Linked DNA regions of Sus scrofa: all the other regions are linked to region 2. Evidence: chromatin contacts called from public Hi-C and promoter capture Hi-C data. All regions are on one chromosome and are shown on one strand. The core of a region is the stretch at or near the end of the contact, and the rest is flanking DNA. Distances in the headings are between cores, read along the strand shown. Region 1 holds the start of HMGN3 (high mobility group nucleosomal binding domain 3). Region 2 holds the start of PHIP (PH-interacting protein). Region 3 overlaps HMGN3 (high mobility group nucleosomal binding domain 3).

Region 1 (2,816 bases), core at 53-2,552, 160 kb before region 2:
ACCAAAGTGGATTGGGCCATATTTTAAGTTTTCATTAGGTTTTCCTATAACGTAACTTTTGCCTTCTAATACGATTATGAAACTAACCGTGCCTAGATTTGCTTTTTTAAAATGACTTCATATGAATGAAATTATTCAGCATGGTCTTTTGTATTTGACTTCATTCACATAACATTTTGACATTCATCCATGTAAGAATATTTTGTTCCTTTTTATTAAGCTGAATAGTATTTTATTGCATGTAGTTACCGCAGTCTGCTGAACAGTTCACTATTGCTGTTCCTGTATCTGTCGAAATGATGGTATTGTTATTTTTTCCTTTATTCTGTAATACGAAGAGTTACATTCATTGGTTTTAAGATGTTAAACCAATTTTTCATTCTCTGCATAAACTTCACTGATTGCGATGTCTTATCCTTTTAAATGTTGTTGGATTGATTTACTAAAAAAAACTTTTTCACTGAAGTATAGTTGATGTACAATATTATGTAAGTTCCAGGTCATTCACAATGTTTTAAGTTTACATTTCATTTATAGTTATTAGATTTACTAAAATTTTGTTCAAGACTGTTGTGCTGATTTTTATGTAGGATACTGATTTGTAGCTCTCTTTCCTTGAAGTCTTTCAGGTAAAGAATTACTTCATAAAATAAATTCAGAAGTGTTTACAGGGGCTGTTTGATACCTTGCAGAACTTCGAGGAACATTTAATCATGTATATTTAAATATATTTCAAATACAAAATAATCCGTTCTGGCCTTGTTCAGCCTTCTTCAAATTTCCATAACAAACATACTCTATTCATCTTCAAGCCTAGTTTAAAGGTGGCTGAATTAGCGAGTGATTTGTAATCAATTTCAGGAAATTATTCCTAAAGATTTGGGGGGATTATTGTCAGTAGATAACTGGAAGGGGAAACGGAGACACTTAGGAGTCGACTGCCAAACTCTTCCCGCTCTCCATCATATACCATTCATTACAAGGCTATACAGGAAATATAGCAAGTGCCTGCTATGAATACAATTACCTTATAAAGTTAATGTGTCCTCTTTTTCCTCCTTATGAAAGCCCCCACTTCCTACTGATACAATCCAAATAGGGAGCAGCCAAACAATGAAACTCCAGGATCTTGCGGCTTGGGGGGTTACTAGTTGAACTGAGCATGCTCAGTCGCCAGGCAGATTTGTCGGTGAAGTGGAAACTACAACTGCGCGTACTGTGCGCGCGGAGGTGGGCGTGCCCTCGTGGAATTTAGAACGTTGTCGCAGCCAATGAGGCCTCGCGGCCGGCTGCCGGGGCTTCTCATTGGAGGAGCGGGGAGGCGAGCGAGTAGAGGGCCCCCGGTGGGAGCCGCGGAGGTTTGGGTTCGGGAGGCCGGGCTACGCGGTGCCCTGCGCGTGAGCAGCTGCGGCGGCGGCGGCAGCATCCAGCGGCCGTGCCAGCAGTACCAGCCCGTCGCTTTACTTTTTAGCTGCACGAACACAGTCATTATGCCGAAAAGAAAGGTAAGTCTTACCAAAAAAAGATTTCGAAGGCCTTCAAATTGTGCTAACAGCAAACCTTGTCATTGCGATGGATTGTGCGGAATGCACTCGGTAGTTAACTTGGGGATTGTGAATCTCTGCTTCTTCACGCTTGTTTTCAGATGCCTGTTGCAAACATTGCTCCCTCCCTCTGGCCCTCCCTCCGCCCTCATCGATCTGGGAATGTTACTTTCTCTCCAGCGAAGCAGCCTCCCCTCTTTTAAAACTCATTCTGGACGGAATGGTTTCAACCTCGAGCAAGAAGCCAAAGCGCTTTTCATCCCCCCCCCCCCCTTTCCCGGAGGGGAGTTTCCTCTTTGCAAACTGCCAGCTTGTGGTTAGCGTGGAGGAACAGCCGCAAGAGGGGTGAACCAAGTACACGCGGAGGGAGATCGAGAAGGAAGGAAATAAGTAGGGGGAGATGTGGGGGTTACTCCCCTGGGGGCCGGGCCCACGCTGGGTGCGCGGCAATGGTTCTGAGGCCCCGGTAGAGGGAAAGCCATGTTTAAAATAGCGCTCACTCCCTGTTCGCCTCCGCTGCAGACCCGTATGTACCAACTCCGGTGTCACTCCGGGCCGGGGACAACGCAGGCGGGGCCCCAGGCGGCCCGGACTTGCCCGCAGTTGGCGGCGGGAGCGGCCTAGGTGGCCACACGCAGGACCGGACGTCGCCGGGGGCAGCAAAGGGCAGGGGCCGCTGGGTCCCATCCGGTCACCCAAACCCACGCTCAGGTCAGGGAGGCGGGGTCCGCGTGCCCCCGCGCCCCTTGGAGCGTACAGGGTATCAGGGTTACTCCTCGCGGACTAGTATGTCCCCTTCCGCGCAGGCCCAGGCCACCAACTTACTCGCACTGGGAGGCACGTTTCCCTCGGAGTCCGGCCGCCACTTGTCATTGTCCCAGGGAGGGAAGGGAAGGAAGGCTTTTCCCCACCCTGAGGAAAAACCGCGGTTTGGCAGCTGTTTCTAAGAAAATGCTTTTGCACCCTCTCACTGCCTGCCCTCGTGTTCACCAGTGAAGATACTACATTTGAAGCAAAATGGCAAATAATATTCTGCTTTATCGATTAAAGATGGTGGAATGATTTGTGTTAAGTGAATATTAAAATATTGAAGTTTAGCAGTGCAGACGCTTTTGCCTTTTTAACCTGTCTTTGCTAAGAATGTGGTGGAGGCTTGTGTCCTCCATTTAAAAAAAATAATCTTTAAAAGTTTTTAGATCTTAGAGTTTGTGGACACACTCTGCGCCTCATATTGTGGGTAGAGTTTGATTTAACATCTCATTTAATTCTCAG
Region 2 (3,214 bases), core at 625-3,124:
GTCTGTCTTTTCAAACCTAATCATCTAGAAGGAAGCTGCTTTACTATAATAGTTAAAATGGAATTAATGTCTTTAAAAATGTAAATATTTTCAGTTCTTGAAGGATAGCCATTTCTACAAATAACAGTGACTCTGATAACTAGGCTGCAGTAGGAAGAGTCATGGTAACTTCTCTCTCCTTTTTATTTGGGTAAGATTGTTATAAAAGGCAATTTTTACATCTTATTATTCCAAAGAGGTTTAGGTGTTTTTCCTCTGTCTCATGTGTTCGGTGATTTCTGGCTGTTTGGGTACAAGGCATCACAGGGTGCAGTCTTGCAGTGCAGCCCAAGGCAGTTACAGCAAGTATTTCCCACTAGGAATGTAAGGAGCTAGGAGGGTACAAGGGTTGAGGAAGCAATCTAGAAAACCACAATGCAGCTTGTCGGTCCTGTCCCCACAAATTACCTTTTTAGACCAGATCCATAAAATGCAGTTTGTTATTTAAAATTTTTAAGGAGAATCTTTTGTTAAATGTTAACAAAAGAACGACAATCCTAATTCCCTTTAAAACGCAGTCCTTAAAAAAAAAATCAACTCTCAAGTCTTCTTGAAAAGTGCTTAAATCATCTGGAGATAAATATCACTTGGTGTCCTTGTTTTCTAACAAATGGCTTTTTCCATTGTTTCCATTAATTTCACCCATATTCGTTTTTAAAAAAACAAGGCCCTTATCCTCATCAGCAAAACACAGATGTATGATTTAGCATATAAAACCGGTAATTACATACTCATTTACAAAAGATTAATTTTTTTCTCTTTTTGTCAGTTTTCAAGAAGTCTTCCCGTGATTAACTGTAAACAGGAATGGTTTACACCTCAAATTAGAAGCCATTAATTAGCATGACGAAGTATACACAGATACACAGATAATTTAAATTATTTAATCACTAATCACTTTGGCTAAAGTGTAGTATACTCTCTCATTATCCTTCGGTAGGTTATTGATCTGTCACTATATTCCCTCCCGATCAGTTAGAGACAAATATTAGCGTTCTTTCCTTTCTCTCAGGTTTACACTATTCCTTCTCGTAAACACTTAAGAAAGCTTTAAGGTTCTTTAATCCCAAATCCCTAATTAGCCATTACTAGCCTTTTTGTAACGAAGGGGAAAAAAAAAAGAGTATCTGAAGTACAGACTACGAGTTCGCTTTGCCAATATAACAATAAAAAACCCCACACATTTAAAAAATGTACGGTTAAGGCAATGGCAGTAATAAAAGATATATGCAGAGGTGGCTTCAGCAAATAACGGGCTTGGAAACGCAAGGGCTCAACAAAAAGCCCCTGAACCTCTCCTGCAATATACAGCTCTCCGTTAAATTACACAACACTTTGCCTAGGCTGCAGAAATAACAGGACAAGACTTACACAGATGCCAATCCGCAGCATTTATACACATGCACATGGCCAAGAGACAGAAACCAAACACTATCATTCAACTCGGGCAGGGTGGCGCGATCCCGAGTTTGCCCAGCGTGAGAGTGCTCTATGCGTGTGTGTCTGTGCGCGCGCGTGAGAGTGAGACCCATCCTCGGGGCATTTCCCCTCTCTGGGCAGTTTTGCTTCATTTGTTTCCTATTTCTGCTACATAGAAACTAACTTCCATCTCAGCCTCAGCCAGCGCCACTGAATAGAGCCTGTGCTGCGGCGCCGTGTGCGTCAGATCCCTCCGCAGAGCCGTCGCCGACCCCCCTCCCTCCCGCGATCGGCCTCCACAGAGAAAGCGCCTTGCAGCCAACCGGCGGCTTCGGCTCCGACATCTTCGACTGGAAATAAATAAATAAATAGCACCTCCGGCCGGGAAGCAGCGGGCGGGGGGCTCGCCGCGCCGGGTGCGGGGCGCCGTGGGCGCGGGGTCGGAGGCACTCCTTTTTTTCAGCGCCGGGGGGCGGGGGCGCGGGCAGGACCGGGCTGAGCCCGGGGCCGCGAAGGCGGCGGACTCTTTTCTGCGGCGGAGGGATCCGCGGCGGAGGCGGCGGCGGCTGGAGCCGCTGCCTGAGAGTTGTTGTTTCCTCCTCCTCCTCCTCCGCCTCCGCCGCCGTAGCTTGAATGGTGGAGCCCAGGCTCGGCTCGTGAACACACAGTGACAGCTATAGGGCAGGCGGCGGCACCATCCCCGCTTCCCCTCGGCGGCGGGGTGTCCCGCCGGCGGCCCCGAAGTGACCCATAAACATGTCTTGTGAGAGGAAAGGCCTCTCGGAGCTGCGATCGGGTAAGTCGGGGGGCTGCCGGGGCCGCTGGCACCGGGCGATTCCGCCCGCGGGCCCCCGCCCCCCGCCGCCCGGCCGCTCAGCCTGTGTCTCCGGTCCCTCTCTCCCGCGCAGAGCTCTACTTCCTCATCGCCCGGTTCCTGGAAGATGGACCCTGTCAGCAGGCGGCTCAGGTACGGCGGCGCGCGGGGCGGGCCGGGCGGGCGCTCGCCGCTCGCGGGCGTGGGGGAGGGCGGCGGCGGCGGCGGCGGGGCCGGGCCCGGGGCGCGGGGCTCAGCTCTCCCCGCTTTGTTGTTGCAGGTGCTGATCCGCGAGGTGGCCGAGAAGGAGGTAAGGGCGGCGGCGGCCCGCGCGTCCCGCCGCTGCGCGGCCGCCAGCGGGCCGCTGCGCCGCCGCCGCCGCCGGGGCGCGGGGCGCGGGGCTCGGGGTCCCCGGCGGGGCGGGGGGCAGGCGGGGGAGGGGCGCGGGCGGGCCGGGGCCGGGGGCCGGGCTCACGGGGTGCCCTCTCCCCGCAGCTGCTGCCCCGGCGCACCGACTGGACCGGGAAGGAGCATCCCAGGACCTACCAGAATCTGGTGAGACATTCGCGTCGCGGAGCAAAGAAACTTTTCCCCGAGTCGAATAAAAATTGAATTTCCCGCAATTTTTTACGGAGACAAAAACTTGGCCTCGGAACCTGCAAGCTCCCAAGGCCAGGGGAGGGTTGGGAGGCAGGCGCGGGGGCCGCGGGGGGCAGTGGCCGGGGGGACCCGCACCCCGGGGCCGCAGGGGCTGCCGACAATTTATTTGTGATATTTTGTTAATGTGCTAGAAATAAAGATACGTCATGAGCGTTGTGCAGTGCAAGGCCGGAGGAGGAGGGGCCGGCGCGCGCGGCCGTGCGGGCGCGGGGGCGCGCGCGGCGGCGGCGGCGGCGCGAGCGGCGCGAGCGGCGCGAGCGGGGAGGGCGCGCTTTGCACGCC
Region 3 (2,975 bases), core at 167-2,666, 140 kb before region 2:
GACCTGTGTTTTACATATTGCTTTATAATCTGAGTTTTAAAATGTAGCCTTATTTGCGAATTTGATCCCTGGCCCAGGAATTTCCACATGCTGTGGGTGCGGCCAAAAAAGAAAAATTTACCATTATTTTATGTGGATTTCCCGTGTATTCACATAGCGTAACTACTTTTGATCCCATTGCATTAGTAGTTCATTCATTTCCTCAAATATTTCTCTGATATTTACTGGTCCTGTGAGTTGTTTCCAGTTATTTCATATTAGAAACAGTACACAAAACTGTTTTTATGTGGTTTCTTTCTTTTAGTCTTGGTCCCCAAATTGGAATTACTGGGTCACTATATGGTCAGTCCTATGTGCCTTTTTCATATTGCCAGGTTGTTCTTTGAAAACGTTATATTAATTTATATTGTCACCAGCCCCAGCAAACAGTGGGTTTTAGGAGCTTTTAAATGTTTTTCTCATTTCATCAGATGAGACATTACCTACACCTGTTTTCTTTTCTTAAGCCAAACGTGCCAAATGTTGTTTTGCTATTTGTATTTTTTTTTTTGCCCCGGAAACTCTCTTCCTATCTTGTGTTAATTTACTAATTCGTTTCATTGTTTGAATCTTATTTATTGTCTTTAGCCAGTCAAAATAGATTGGAGTAATTGATGGATCTCATAGATCGAAGTGTATTTTCCCTATTGGCTGCAGCCTAGAAAGGAGTCAGGTGGAAGCTGTCAGGAGAGTGAGCAGGTGCTGGCCCAAGGAATGATCAAAATCAGGAAGGGGATTAGGCAGGGTGCTTGGCTGTCCAGTCAAGGCTGAGAGTGTGGGAGAGACACTGGGTGGATCATGGAAAAAGAGGAATTCATCATCAAGTTGTCAGGTCGTATCAAAAAATAGGCCAGAAATCAAAGCTAAGCTAGTAGGGGATGAAAATGTGCTTCTGCACTTGGTTTGGGCTTTCCCAGCATGCAGCTCTCGCTTTAAAGACACAAAGTGCCTGAAACACATGTTGGATCCTAGGCACCCCTGCTGCTGACCGCTGGGTCCCTGTTCTTTGCCTGGTGGTGCAATCAGTGAACGTTGATTAGCACTCTAATGTACATTGAGAACAGGGGCTCAGATCAGTTCTTGCAACACTCCTGGTTTAAAATTAGAGCAGTTATGCAGATAAATGCTCTGTGTGTGTGTGTGTGTGTGTGTGTGTATTTAAAACATATCCTCTTAGAAAATTACCTTTCCCTGCAGAGTATTGTTGGCTTATGTGGTCCTTTAATACATGTTTTCCAATTTAAATATAATTCACCAAAATATTTTCTTTCTAGTCTCCGGAGAATACAGAGGGAAAGGATGGTTCCAAAGTAACTAAACAGGAGGTAAGTGTATCTTTGATGTCCTGTATTTAATCATTAACTGGAGGTTTTAATATTGTCATGATTGTCTGCATCTGAATGAGCACTATTCTAAACAAGACTGTGGAGGAGTTCCTGCTGTGGCACAGTGGGATCTGGGAGTCGCCGAAGCGCTGGGACAAAGGTTTTTTCCCAGACCCTGCACAGTGAATTCAAGGATCTGGTGTTGCCACAGCTGTGGCACAGGTTTCCACAGTGGCTTGGTTGCAGCTGTGGTTCAGATTCATTCCCTAGCCTGGGAACTTCCTTATATGTTGCAGGGCAGCCAAAAAAGAAAGAAAAGAAAATAAAAAGTAAACAAGATTTCGGAAACCATGTAAACCAGAGATAAAAGTGAGGCTGTGTAGCCTCACTTAGCCTGGGTGGGTTTCAGCTAAGGGCACCCATGAAGCATTTTCCACTTACTCTGTGGTTTATGTTTCTACCTGTTGGTGCTGCTGTCTGTTAAAGCAGGTACTGAGAATTCTTTCTGGGCAAAGAGTGAGATAATAGGTAAATTCATCAAGGAGAACAAAGTCCACCTTTCACAGCAAGGAAATGAAAGACTGTTGATTTAAGAAATTCTTGGCTCCCAGTGAATGAACCAGAAACTATATTGGGGGTTCTGAAAATTTGCCTAAACAGAATCATCTCTAAAGTCAAAAACTACAGAAGGATGAATAAAATGTCAGTATTAAAAATTTTATTTTAATCAGGAAAATGCTTAAATCTTGGGGTAATTAGACAATACTTCTAAGAAGTTCGGTATGAAAATACAGAAAACTGAAAAGCCAGGAACTTGGATTTGACCTCGTGGTAATATCACAGACTTCTAAAGGACAAGCTAAAAAGCAAATGAGATGGTAACTGCAATGCCAGCTGTTCACTTTTGCACAGAGCTTTACAGTATGTGGACACTGCTGCTCTTAACCCTTGAACTAAGAAACTAAAAGGGGTCATGAGAGAGGCAAAAACAGTATCTAGTTACAGATTCTCAGATTGGGTGATTCATATTGTGTTAATAATTCAGAGGCTGTCATGAGACCAAAACCCCTACACAAGATTTGTACAAGGAAGTTCATTCTGCTGAGAGGAAAATCTTTAGCAGAATCTATAGAGAGATAATTGAAAAGCAGAACAAACAGAACTGCCTATAGCCAAATCCCCAACACCCATTTGCCCAGTGCTCAGTGTCTAACAGAGGTAGGGAGATAAAGTTGGTGGTCCAGAGTCAAGTCATTAAATGTCTAGAACTAACTGAACAGTGTTATCAAACCAAAATTCAGATGCTTGAATTTTCTTGAAAAATGGCAGAAACAATTTGTAGGACAGTTGGCTAAGTATATTGCACCTTAGTGTTTGTAGATTTGGGCACAGAATGCATTTGGGTTTCTCCTTAGGGACTGCTATTTAAATTGATCTGTCAGTCAGAAAACCAAGAAGCCATCACACACACAGCAGATCCTAGAGGCTGAAAACAGCCTTTCCCTTCCTTTTACACTAAAAGCCATCACGCTGGTTAGAATATATGTAAAAGATTTTTGCTTATACAACTCTCTTATGCATATTCATTTAGCCTCAGAATTTTTATTATTT

What was found. Promoter capture Hi-C pulls out the DNA fragments that hold promoters and counts their contacts. Hi-C and Micro-C count contacts between places; a contact is called where the count stands out from the background.
Region 1: a contact with region 2 is called in a Hi-C map of skeletal muscle, with 5 times the contacts expected there. The contact joins the promoter of HMGN3 here to the promoter of PHIP in region 2. A contact is called at or near these places in 4 of 5 promoter capture datasets (fetal liver, fetal skeletal muscle and liver), 17 of 47 Hi-C or Micro-C datasets (alveolar macrophages, brain, embryonic fibroblasts and 10 more) and 2 of 2 datasets of contacts at active chromatin or transcription factors (alveolar macrophages and skeletal muscle).
Region 3: a promoter capture Hi-C map of liver shows a contact between it and region 2, with 4 times the contacts expected there. The contact joins the enhancer-like site here to the promoter of PHIP in region 2. A contact is called at or near these places in 3 of 5 promoter capture datasets (fetal skeletal muscle and liver), 5 of 47 Hi-C or Micro-C datasets (epiblast stem cells, fibroblasts, liver and 1 more) and 2 of 2 datasets of contacts at active chromatin or transcription factors (alveolar macrophages and skeletal muscle).

Annotation. Positions count from the first base shown.
Region 1 is chr1:86,953,166-86,955,981 of Sscrofa11.1, forward strand. It overlaps HMGN3 (high mobility group nucleosomal binding domain 3), which reads left to right and starts at 1,303. Exons shown (of 6, transcript NM_001244502.1): 1 at 1,303-1,505. The coding sequence starts at 1,491. LOC110260719 (a long non-coding RNA gene) reads right to left here. Exons shown (of 3, transcript XR_002344068.1): 1 at 2,370-2,816.
Region 2 is chr1:87,115,010-87,118,223 of Sscrofa11.1, forward strand. It overlaps PHIP (PH-interacting protein), which reads left to right and starts at 1,875. Exons shown (of 40, transcript XM_021092177.1): 1 at 1,875-2,254; 2 at 2,367-2,425; 3 at 2,553-2,582; 4 at 2,768-2,827. The coding sequence starts at 2,215.
Region 3 is chr1:86,972,710-86,975,684 of Sscrofa11.1, forward strand. HMGN3 (high mobility group nucleosomal binding domain 3) reads left to right here. Exons shown (of 6, transcript NM_001244502.1): 2 at 1,314-1,364. Among named protein-coding and RNA genes, the nearest start is that of HMGN3, 20 kb to the left of the region's middle. Within about 2 kb of position 1,417, at least 16 of the 83 cell types and tissues checked have an H3K27ac peak or open chromatin away from gene starts, as enhancers often do. A contact at or near this core is called in alveolar macrophages and liver, where this site is marked.